Regions from separate parts of the Gossypium hirsutum genome. Here region 1 is linked to region 2. The links are chromatin contacts, called in public Hi-C maps. All regions are on one chromosome and are shown on one strand. The core of a region is the stretch at or near the end of the contact, and the rest is flanking DNA. Distances in the headings are between cores, read along the strand shown.

Evidence for each region. A called contact is a pair of places that touch in the nucleus more often than the background predicts.
Region 1: a Hi-C map of leaf shows a contact between it and region 2, with 3 times the contacts expected there. The contact joins the enhancer-like site here to the promoter of LOC107926782 in region 2. A contact is called at or near these places in 6 of 34 Hi-C or Micro-C datasets (all in leaf).

The regions. Positions count from the first base shown.
Region 1 is chrD11:58,162,795-58,167,686 of Gossypium_hirsutum_v2.1, forward strand. No RefSeq gene overlaps it. Among protein-coding and RNA genes, the nearest start is that of LOC107926839, 18 kb to the right of the region's middle. Within about 2 kb of position 2,042, at least 1 of the 9 cell types and tissues checked has an H3K27ac peak or open chromatin away from gene starts, as enhancers often do. A contact at or near this core is called in leaf, where this site is marked.
Region 2 is chrD11:58,030,167-58,035,346 of Gossypium_hirsutum_v2.1, forward strand. It overlaps LOC107926782, which reads right to left and starts at 3,037. Exons shown (of 1, transcript XM_016857709.2): 1 at 1,247-3,037. The coding sequence starts at 2,359. The coding sequence ends at 1,451.

The DNA of each region.
Region 1 (4,892 bases), core at 792-3,291, 130 kb after region 2:
AATTTATTTAAAACCAAATATTCTACATGAAAAGAGATACACTGAAGTTTTCAAAAAACATTTCGAGATATCTTTTCCCTACATATTTTTCAAACTATTTTTGGTGATAGACGAAGGTAAGACTACTATCCGTTGATCACTGTAGCCGTGCTACTACTGTGCTCTTTTTCTTGTTATATCCTGAGATACAATTGACCAATGTTTCTCCAGCACCAAAGCAACAGTCGAATCTATCTTAAGGAAACTGTGAAAACAGGTCTCAACTTCCAATCTATTTTTCCTACCTACCTACGAGTATAATATTTTAATCCAGTCTTTATTTTTGTTCTTTTTTTATTATATAAATATATGTTAATTTATATTGTTCTTGTTCGATCTTGTGATTTAAATATATTTTAATTTAATATTTATTTATTTTACTAATGCGTGTGCAACAAAATTTTGACAAGCAAATATTAGATCATTGATTGTCTAAGTTCAAACTAATGATAAGTGGGATTTTAAGAACGTTTACATTGCGAGAAAGAAAACTTACTTAATTAAATAATCTAAATGAGTCTGTAATCTCGTAAAAGAATCAAAGTGAGCATTTGATTCAAATACTTATAAGGATTATTATGTTGTCTACAATTCCAATTGAAGATATAACTAGTTTTGGCTATCGGAGCAGTTGACTCCACGGGTAGAGACATAGATGCATTTATAGGAAGAATGATATATTATACTAAACCCAAGATGAATTAATTATGAATCTGTTTGGGAATTAATTCACTTGTGACACTCATGGTGTAATTTAACTAAATCTCGGGTTATTCACTGACCATGCATATGTAACATATGTGCTTTAATAAAAGTGGAGACTTATGCTCTAAAGATGATTGAGTCTATAGCCAATATATTGTGTACATGACTTGTGTATGGTATGGCTTTACTAGAAATAGTGTAATTCATAGCTTAATAAAATAGTTAACGATACCTTTTTATTGGCATTGGGTGGATTGATAAATATGTAACGTGGCCACGGGTTGCTTGTTCTCAAACCAGCAATTTATCACAATTATTTTTTCACAATGATCATGATAATCATTAATAAAACATAATGGTGAAAATGAGATAAAATAGGATTATATTGAGTTAACGAATTTAACTCAAAGGGTCAGTATCTTAGTTGTTGCTTTAGCCATTGGAACCTCTACTGGAAATGCTTTGGTTAAAAACAGGCTCGAAGATATTGTGGTTGTGGTTGTGGTTGTGGCTGTAGTTTACAATGGAGCGACAATTTTTTTTGTTCATGATCATAAAATCATAATATTATATTTGGATAGATAAAATAAGATTATTTTTTGCTTTAGTAAAACTAAAAAAATAATAACAACAAAATTACAAGGATCCAAATAACAAGAGTAGACAGATTGGGAAATTAAGGATCCAGTCTGACTGCTAAGAAATTACACAAAAATAAATCAAGCAAAATGGGAAATAGGAATTCTTACGAGAGTAGCAGGTTTGCTTGAAACACATCGGAAAAATACGATCAGCTTTTGGTTTTTGATTGAGCAATATCATCGAACAGCTGGAAGACCAGGCTTCTGATTTTCGAATGAGGCAACAATGGGAGGATTAAAAAGAGAAGAAGGAATGGGGAGTTGGTTGTGGGTTGATTTTTTTTTTTGATTTTTTAGGGTGGCGGGTTGGTGGTGACAGTGGGAAGATGAAATAGAGAAGAGGGAAAGGGTGGTGACAATGATAGAAACCAAACTAGAAATCTAGAAGACTGAAGAAGAATAAGAACAGAGAAGAAGAGACCAAACAGAGAGAGAGAATAATTTTTACAACTGTATTCTCTTCTTGAACATTTCCATCCCTTACATGTGAAAATATAGGGAAAATAATAACAGCAAAAATAATAGAAAAAACAACAAAATATACGATAAGATTGCCATGCACAAAACGCACCATTTTATTAACTTGATGTTTCGCACTGTTTGACCAATTCCCTTAGGCCCACTATCTCAGCCCAACTGGTCTCAGCCCAAACTGGTTCATGGGTCCATAACAATTACTTCCCCTACGAAAGGATCCTTATCCTCAAGGATCGAAATGAGGATAGACCATCTTCAACTTCTTCAAAGGTTCCCTATTAGCATCATTGATGAAAGAGTTTGTCCATTCAACCAAAACTTCTATTGCAGCCGCATTTCTACATTTCACCATTCGTCCATCGATGATGCGAATAGGTTCATTGGCCAAAGATCATTAGTCGTCCATCACTCGAAGAGCTGGTTGCACCTGAGCAGTACCAACATGTTTCTTAAGTTGCAAAATATGAAATGTAGGATGGACCCTCGATCCTTATGGTAGTTGGAATCTATATACCACCTTCCCAATCCTACTGACCACCCAATAAGGTTCGAAAATTTTGGGAGCCAACTTTTTATTCAACACCTTTTTGACCAAATGCTATCTGTATAGCTAAAGTCGTAAATAAACCCAGTTCCCTTCGTAAAAATCGCAACCTGTGCGATCCTTATCAGCTTGCTGTCGCATTTTATCTTGAGCTTTTCTGAGATAAAATTTTAGTAGCTACCTAGCAGCCTCCCAACACTGCAAACTCCTATCCATAGTGGCCACGAAAGACACCCCGGCTAAGTATGGCGTGTGAAGAGGAAGAGATTGGCCATATAAGGCCTCATATGGAGTACACTTAATAGCTGAGTGGAAACTGGTGTTATACCACCACTCAGCTAAAGAAAACCAGTTGACCGAGTCCTATGGTTTCTCTCTCGTCATGCAACATAAGTAACCTTTCAAACACTTATTGAGCACTTTCGTTTTTCCATTGGTCTTCGGATGGTAAGTTGTGGAAATGTGGAGTTTTGTACCTACTTTCTTGAACAAGTCCTGCCAAAACTGGCTAACAAAAATCTTGTCCCTATCAGAATTAATGGAATCGGGTATGCCATGTAACTTGTACACGTTATCCAGAAACACTTGAACAACAGTGAGAGCAAAGTAAGGATGGGATAAAGCCATGAAATACGTGTACTTCGTAAGGTGGTCCATGAAAACCAGAATCACATTTTTGCCTTTGGAGCAAGGCAGCCCTTCAATAAAATCTATAGCAATGGAAGACCAAGCTTGTTCGGGAATGGGTGATGGCTATAACAGACCTGGAAGAGTGACAGTTTCGATCTTGTTTCTTTGATAGAGGTGCATTCATGTATCACTTGTTTGATGTCCTTAGTGAGTCCTTTTCAATACAACTGACTATTGATTCTCTTGATAGTAGCATGAACCCCCAAATGGCCATCGAGAACACTGTCATGGAATAACTTAAAGAGTTCCTATTTCAAACTGCCTACATTCCTAACCACAATCATGTCTTTCCTTCGAAGGAATATGCCATCCCAACTAAACTCTAGGTGGGAGTTGTTCTACTATTGGACCTTACCACACAACTTCCATAGTTTAGGATCCAACTGATAAGATGTTTCTACATGAGACAGCAGTTGAGAGCTAACAGCACTAGAGGTAAGCAGGAACAATTGCCCATCACGCAAAACAGGCTAACTGGACAAAGCATCAGCAGCTGAGTTTCCAGACCCATTTCGATATAATACCTCAATAAAAGCTAGTCATCTTAGGAACCCATTTTTGTTGAAAGGGTGTAACTTCCATCTTCTCAGTCAAGAATTTTAAGCTTTAATGGTTCATACGAATTTTAAAATGTCTCCCTATCAAGTAATAATGCCATTTCTTAACCGCTAAACGAGCAGCCATCATTTCTATTTCGTAGACTGATAAGGCTTAATGTTCCATGCCGATCCTTTGCTAAAATAGGCCATCGGTTTGCCCAACTGCTAAAGAAAAACCCTACCCCAAAACTGGAGGCATCCGTATCAATACAAAACTCTAGCTGAAAGTTGGGAAGAACAAGTACAAGGCAGAGCATAAGGATGTTTTCAACTACTGAAAAGCTCAAGTAGCCTATTTCGTACAATCCTAAGCATTCTTTTAAGCAAATCTGTTAAGGGCCTTGCCAGGATACCATGATCCTTAATAAATTGCCTACAGTACCCTAAAAGTCCCAAGAACCCTTTAAATTCCTTCACAGTGGTAGGAAAAGGCCAATTTGCAACACACGCCACCTTGGATTCATCAATGGAAACAGTCCCTCGAGAAATGACATACCTTAAATACTCTACTTGTTCTATTCCAAAGCAGCACTTGTTTCTTCAAACAAAGAGTCTATGGTGTCTCATGATCAAGAAGGCATTACGAATATGTGTCAAATGATCCCTCTAATTGGTTGAGAAGACCAAAATATCATCAAATTTTAAAATGTGGAGGGAGCATTGGTAAGGCCAAAAGGGATCACCAAGAACTCATATTGTCCCTCATAAGTTTAAAAAGATGTTTTAGGAATGTCAGATTCAAACATTCTGATTTGATGGTATCCCGCTTGCAAATCAAGCTTGGAAAATATCCTAGCTTGGCCTAACCTGTCAAAGAGCTCCTCGATGATTGGTATTGGAAAACTGCCTCCACAGTCAACCGGTTGAGTTGTTTATAATCTACACAAAGTCTCCATCCCCCGTCTTTTTTCTTAACCATCACCACTAGAGAGGAAAAAGGACTACAACTATCTCTAATGATACTCGCTTGAAGCATCTCCTTGATTAACCTTTCCAGCTCAAACTTTTGAACCATGGGATGTAATGCCTCAAAATTTCTAATTTCGTTATTGTGAAAATATAACACAAATATCTGTCAACTTTAGTGGTTATGTATTTTGGGAGTGTTTGGGAGGTCCCAAGTTCAAGACTTCGCTTGGGCAAATTTTGGTATTTTGAATGAATTAGGCCTTACTCTTGTTCAGTAGGCTTTTATTT
Region 2 (5,180 bases), core at 1,787-4,286:
AAGAAGTAAATACGAGTCCCAACAATCAAATTTTGGAGCCTGATGAAGCAAATGGCGACAGCAGCAACCAAGGAAGATGAAGCATGATGAGCCCAGTTTAGCCGGTTTTTTACCAGTTCAACCGGTTTTCATCGGTTTTTAACTGTTCGGATAATTTTCAATTTGATGGAGGTAGTTGAACTGACGTAACTATCGATTCTTTGATTTAACCAATTTAATCTGTAGTTGATTTCAGCAATTATAAAATAAAATATAATAATTTAATATTGAAATATAATTCATTAAATTTTAAATTTTTAAACTGATTTTTTAATAATTTCTTATAAAAAAATTTCCAACATTTATTAACTTATGGATAAAACTATAGAAAATATGAAGAAGTAGTTATGCACTAAATGGTTCTTTAATATGTTGCAAAAAGTTCTCAAACATCTTCAACTAAATATCTAAACAATTTTTATTAAAACATTTCAATCAAGTTGTTTTTTAAGTTGAGTGAGCGGTACCCTAAAACAAAAAATTTCATCTTTTAATTTTTTTATAATATTAAAAATTTTAAATTAGAATATGATTAAATTATATTTTGGTCTCTCAAATGAAAAAAAAAGAAAAATTTAATTATTTAAAAATTATAAAAATATAGACTAATAAAATGATAAATTTATATTTTTTTTATCATAAAAATATACAATTTTATCCGGACAACACTCAAAATATTTTCTGACTCCAGCAAGGGGTGCTTTGTTCTTTTCACTTCCCTCGTGCTTCGAAGCATGAATACTAGCTTTTAGGTTGATTTTTCTGAGAGGAAGCCGATTATATAAGTCGTTAAAAATAGTTTTTCATTTTCTCTCTCAATTTCTCATTGTATTAAGGAAGCTTAAGAGATCTCTATGTAGGTTAGATTAATCCGAGATTCGCTAACATGTAAATTCAATAATAAAGTATAATAAATTAGCCAATTATAAATTGATTAATTAATATTTAGTTTTTAAATAAAAATAATTTTAAAAAATTATGTAAACAATTAGTAGTGGATGTATCAGTTAAGGTAAAAATTCCTCTTAAAATTACTACCAAAAAAAAAAAAACTCCTAAAACGATTTTGTCGTTCATTGGCAGTATTTCAAACTAAAGACATTGACTTTAGTAGTTGAGGAGTGGGAAAATAAATATAGATTCCCTTAATTTCGACAGCAACACTCATAGGCGGCTCAATTAGACTAAACAAATTGAATTAGATAAGTTGGAATGCATGAATGGCTATTCAAGTTGTAGAATCTACGTACACCTTACCATTCATTTTCTCGAATAGAAAAACAAATATAGGAATAAAACTTGTTTGATTCTAAACTGGAAAAAAACATAACGAAAATGAATTATTACAAGCCAAACCCCAAACATTAATAACCAAAACCAAACATAAAAAGCATGAGTGCATGAAGAACAATCATCTTGCACTTTGATTGAAATAAGAAAGAGCCGAGAATATAGTTTGCAGAAAGGAAAGTATGAGCAAGAGAGTGGCAGCAGAAATGGAAGCGAGAACCCAACTCCAGGGGACATTGAAATATTTCTGCCTCAGTTTCACCGTCCATAAGGTTAATTGTCGACCGCAGTGCCTGTTCACCTCAATAAATATAGGGGAATAATGGAAGTTTTCGGTGCATAGATAAACGTACTCGTTAAGCTTGTTAATCATTTTGGCCACATCTTCGTTGCTACCTTGCCGATTCTCGATTACCCCACAGTCGCATAGCAAAGCCACATCGTTGGCATAGTTGATGAGGCAGTCCAGGAATTTAGCATAATCCCTTACGATGCTAATATCATGTTTGAATTGTTCGTAAGCAATGAGGTTCCGAAACATTCGATCGGTATCGTGGTCGACTATCAAGGTCGGAATATAAAGTATTCCACGTTTAAATTGGATGTTAAACAAGCAACATTCGGAAATTTTGCGGAACTTGATTCCTCGCTCTGACAGCTCCGTTGCAGATCTTATGACTAACCGTGGTACGCGTCTCTTTACTTTACGGACTGGAGACTTCTTCCGATTTCCTTCGGCCTGCTGCCTTTTTTTAGAAAGACTTGTTTGCGAATTGGTTTCCTCCAAGCCCGATGTCTCTATTATATGGAAGGGAGCTGATTTTGGTTGTGGTTGTCGTGGAATCCAATTATCGTGCACCAAGCCTAGTAGATGCTCGTCATTTCGGATAATAATTTCTTCTTTATATAACATTGGGATAAGATCATCTTCATATAACATTCCGATCTGCCGTGGTTCTGTTTCTGAGAAGAAAATAAGTGCTTCCTTTCTTAAAGTTGCTCCATCAATCCCAAGCTTATTACCGGACATTTCTAATACACGAAAAGGAAGTTGATTTTTCGAGCAGCAACAAATCTTCTGCCACAATAGATAGATTCAAATTCTGCTTGAAGAGGGCATCGTTTTCTTCTCTCAATTTTGGATCCATGACTTTGCGAAAGAGTTGAACAACAAACAACCCATCGAGGACTATAATCGCCCCAAATTCGTCACGTTTCTTAAGATCATGTTCCGCGTAGGAATCCCAAACAAACTGTTCTATGGACATATAGACGTCGATGTAGAGTTCCAAACCTTCGGGCTGTTGGCGAGTGCTATCTAAATAATGGAGTTTCTGGCTTTCCATTGCTTCCAAATGAGGTTTACCGTGGTGGTATGGGCCTATGGAGATGATTTGCGGCTCAAAGGCACTTTCATTTACCCGACGCAGCTCACGAGGCGCCTTGAAAATGAAAGAGGGGGAAGATGCCTTCTTTGAAAGTTCACCCAACTTTTGACTCCAAAATCTTCCCAACTATTTCAGTTGAAACTTCACACTCCGCCATTACTAGAAAAATGAGATCAAAGAAGAAATTTACTATAAAAATGAGATGAAAGAAGAAATTGTTGAAGTTGAAGTTGAAGTTGGATGAGAAAGATTGGGTTATTTGTAATTACAAAAAGCAAAAGAATAACACTGCTCAAACAATGAGATGAACCATTAGTCTAATGTGTTGTATCATGTAACTTTAGCATCATCTATAGACGTCACTTCAAAACATATGTATTTATGGCACCTTTGAATCCACTACATTGACATATTTAGACCTACATGGAGTGGACCACCATCCGTATTTTCGGTCACATGGTATTACATGATAACATGATATTCTTTTATATGTATCCCATCACACAAAAAGAAAGATTTTCTTCCCCCTTAAGCACTTTTCTTGATAGCCCAGACAACCCTTAAGTCTTCCTACCTTCATTTCTCCATCCCTAATCCCTTTCTCCAGCTCTTCACTTGTTCCAAGTGAACCAACCTCTAAACAACCACCAACTTCTCCTTGTTGAATACCAATATCAACAATTGGTGCGGTGAGTGTGGATCGTACCATGACTTATTCTTCAATTGAAATTCATGCTCACCCAAAAAACCCTAACCTGGAGCTTCCTTCAACCAAAACACAAAATTAACCACCTGTGCAACTCATATTGCAGTCACATCTCAACCCTAGTCAGGCAGTTCAACACTAATCTCAACCTCTACTGGGCACTTCTTTCGCTCTCTGTAACACCTTATACCTAATCCAATCAACTGGTCTGAGTATTGAATGTCACAACCCACATGTAACTTAACAGATCTCCTTAACTATCCTATTTAAATGTTTTAATTTCCACATTTTACAAAATTTAACTTCAACCATAACCCACTTCAAACAAACTTTAGAATTCTTACAATTTCACTATATAGGTACTCTTCTGACATTATTCGCCATTTTGATTTAAGTCTATAACATTAATACATCCAATTTAATTCTCGAGGTGTAGCCTCTAAGGAGTGCCCTTCCATACATAAAAAAGACAATCACGCCCTTCCCACAAACTGATGATGTATGGCTTGGTTCCTCCACTTGATTCTCGAGTTAAAACTTTATCCTGCGAGTAAATATTAAATTTGCAAGTCCAAATGAGCTTAGTGAGAATATGCAAGACGACACTACTGCAATAATTCATAAAGTTTAAAGAACAAAGTATTAAGTAGAGATTTCAACTCCTTGATCATCCTTTCAAAGATTTCTTCACCGAGGTCGATGCCTCCCCATTTTCCCGCGGCTTACTGTTGACGGACTTATTCTCTATCTGAAACATAAGCATGTTCTTTTACGATAACGGTCCTGTATGGTACAGATTTTATTCTGCCTCATCCCAACTTCCCTTACTACCTAACAAACTTAACTTCCCCTTTGACTCGCAACCTTGGATGTAAATTCCATTGTCTACCACTGGTTGTCTTCCGTTTACTTAATTCATCAGATTTCATATCCTTACCCTCCGCTATTCTTGATGAACTATCTATCCCAGGGTAGTCCCTATCGAACGCTTGTCCTATTAGCCCTATGCAGTCTATTTGGCATTATTTAGTCCTGGTCAAACGTCCTTCCTCTCTATAGGTTTCTGATAAACTCTACCAATTATACCATTATGCTATCATTGTTCCCAAGTGAACCCCGGTGGACTTACTCGCCTAGGCTGTCTTTTTACCTGTGAACCCCTTAAACTTAGGTTCTGCTTAATCTTCCTATTTTCACCTTTGAATCGAGTTTACTCACCAAAATTTGCAAACTCATATATTTTTACTCATCTTTCTTATCTTCTTAAGTTGGTGGATCCTTTGACTATCCCATTTACCCGCATTCTCAGACAAGCCATACTTGTCCTTTCTTGTTACTCTCCAAGTAGATCATACTTCGATCTCTCTCTTACCTTGCACTGTCATCTTCCTAGCCCAACAGTTAAATACGTCATGATAAAAAGAAAAACGAGTTTAATTCGTTGTTTAGTATTGAAGATGTGTACGATCAGCTGAAAAGTGTTATAGTGTTCTTGAAAATAAATTTTTGATCTGGTTACTATCAGTTGTCAGTTAAAGATGCAGATGTGCTGAAGGTAGCATTCAAAATCTGTTATGAACACTACGAGTGTAGATTATGCTTTTCAGATTATCTAGTATTGTCACAGCATTAATGGATCTGGCAAATCAAGTCTTTTAGCCACATTTCGACAGATGATTCGTTAAGAATCTTGTTCAATGATTGTATTGCCAAGGACGGATTTATTACAAGAAATTGTTAAATTTCCTTGATCAGAT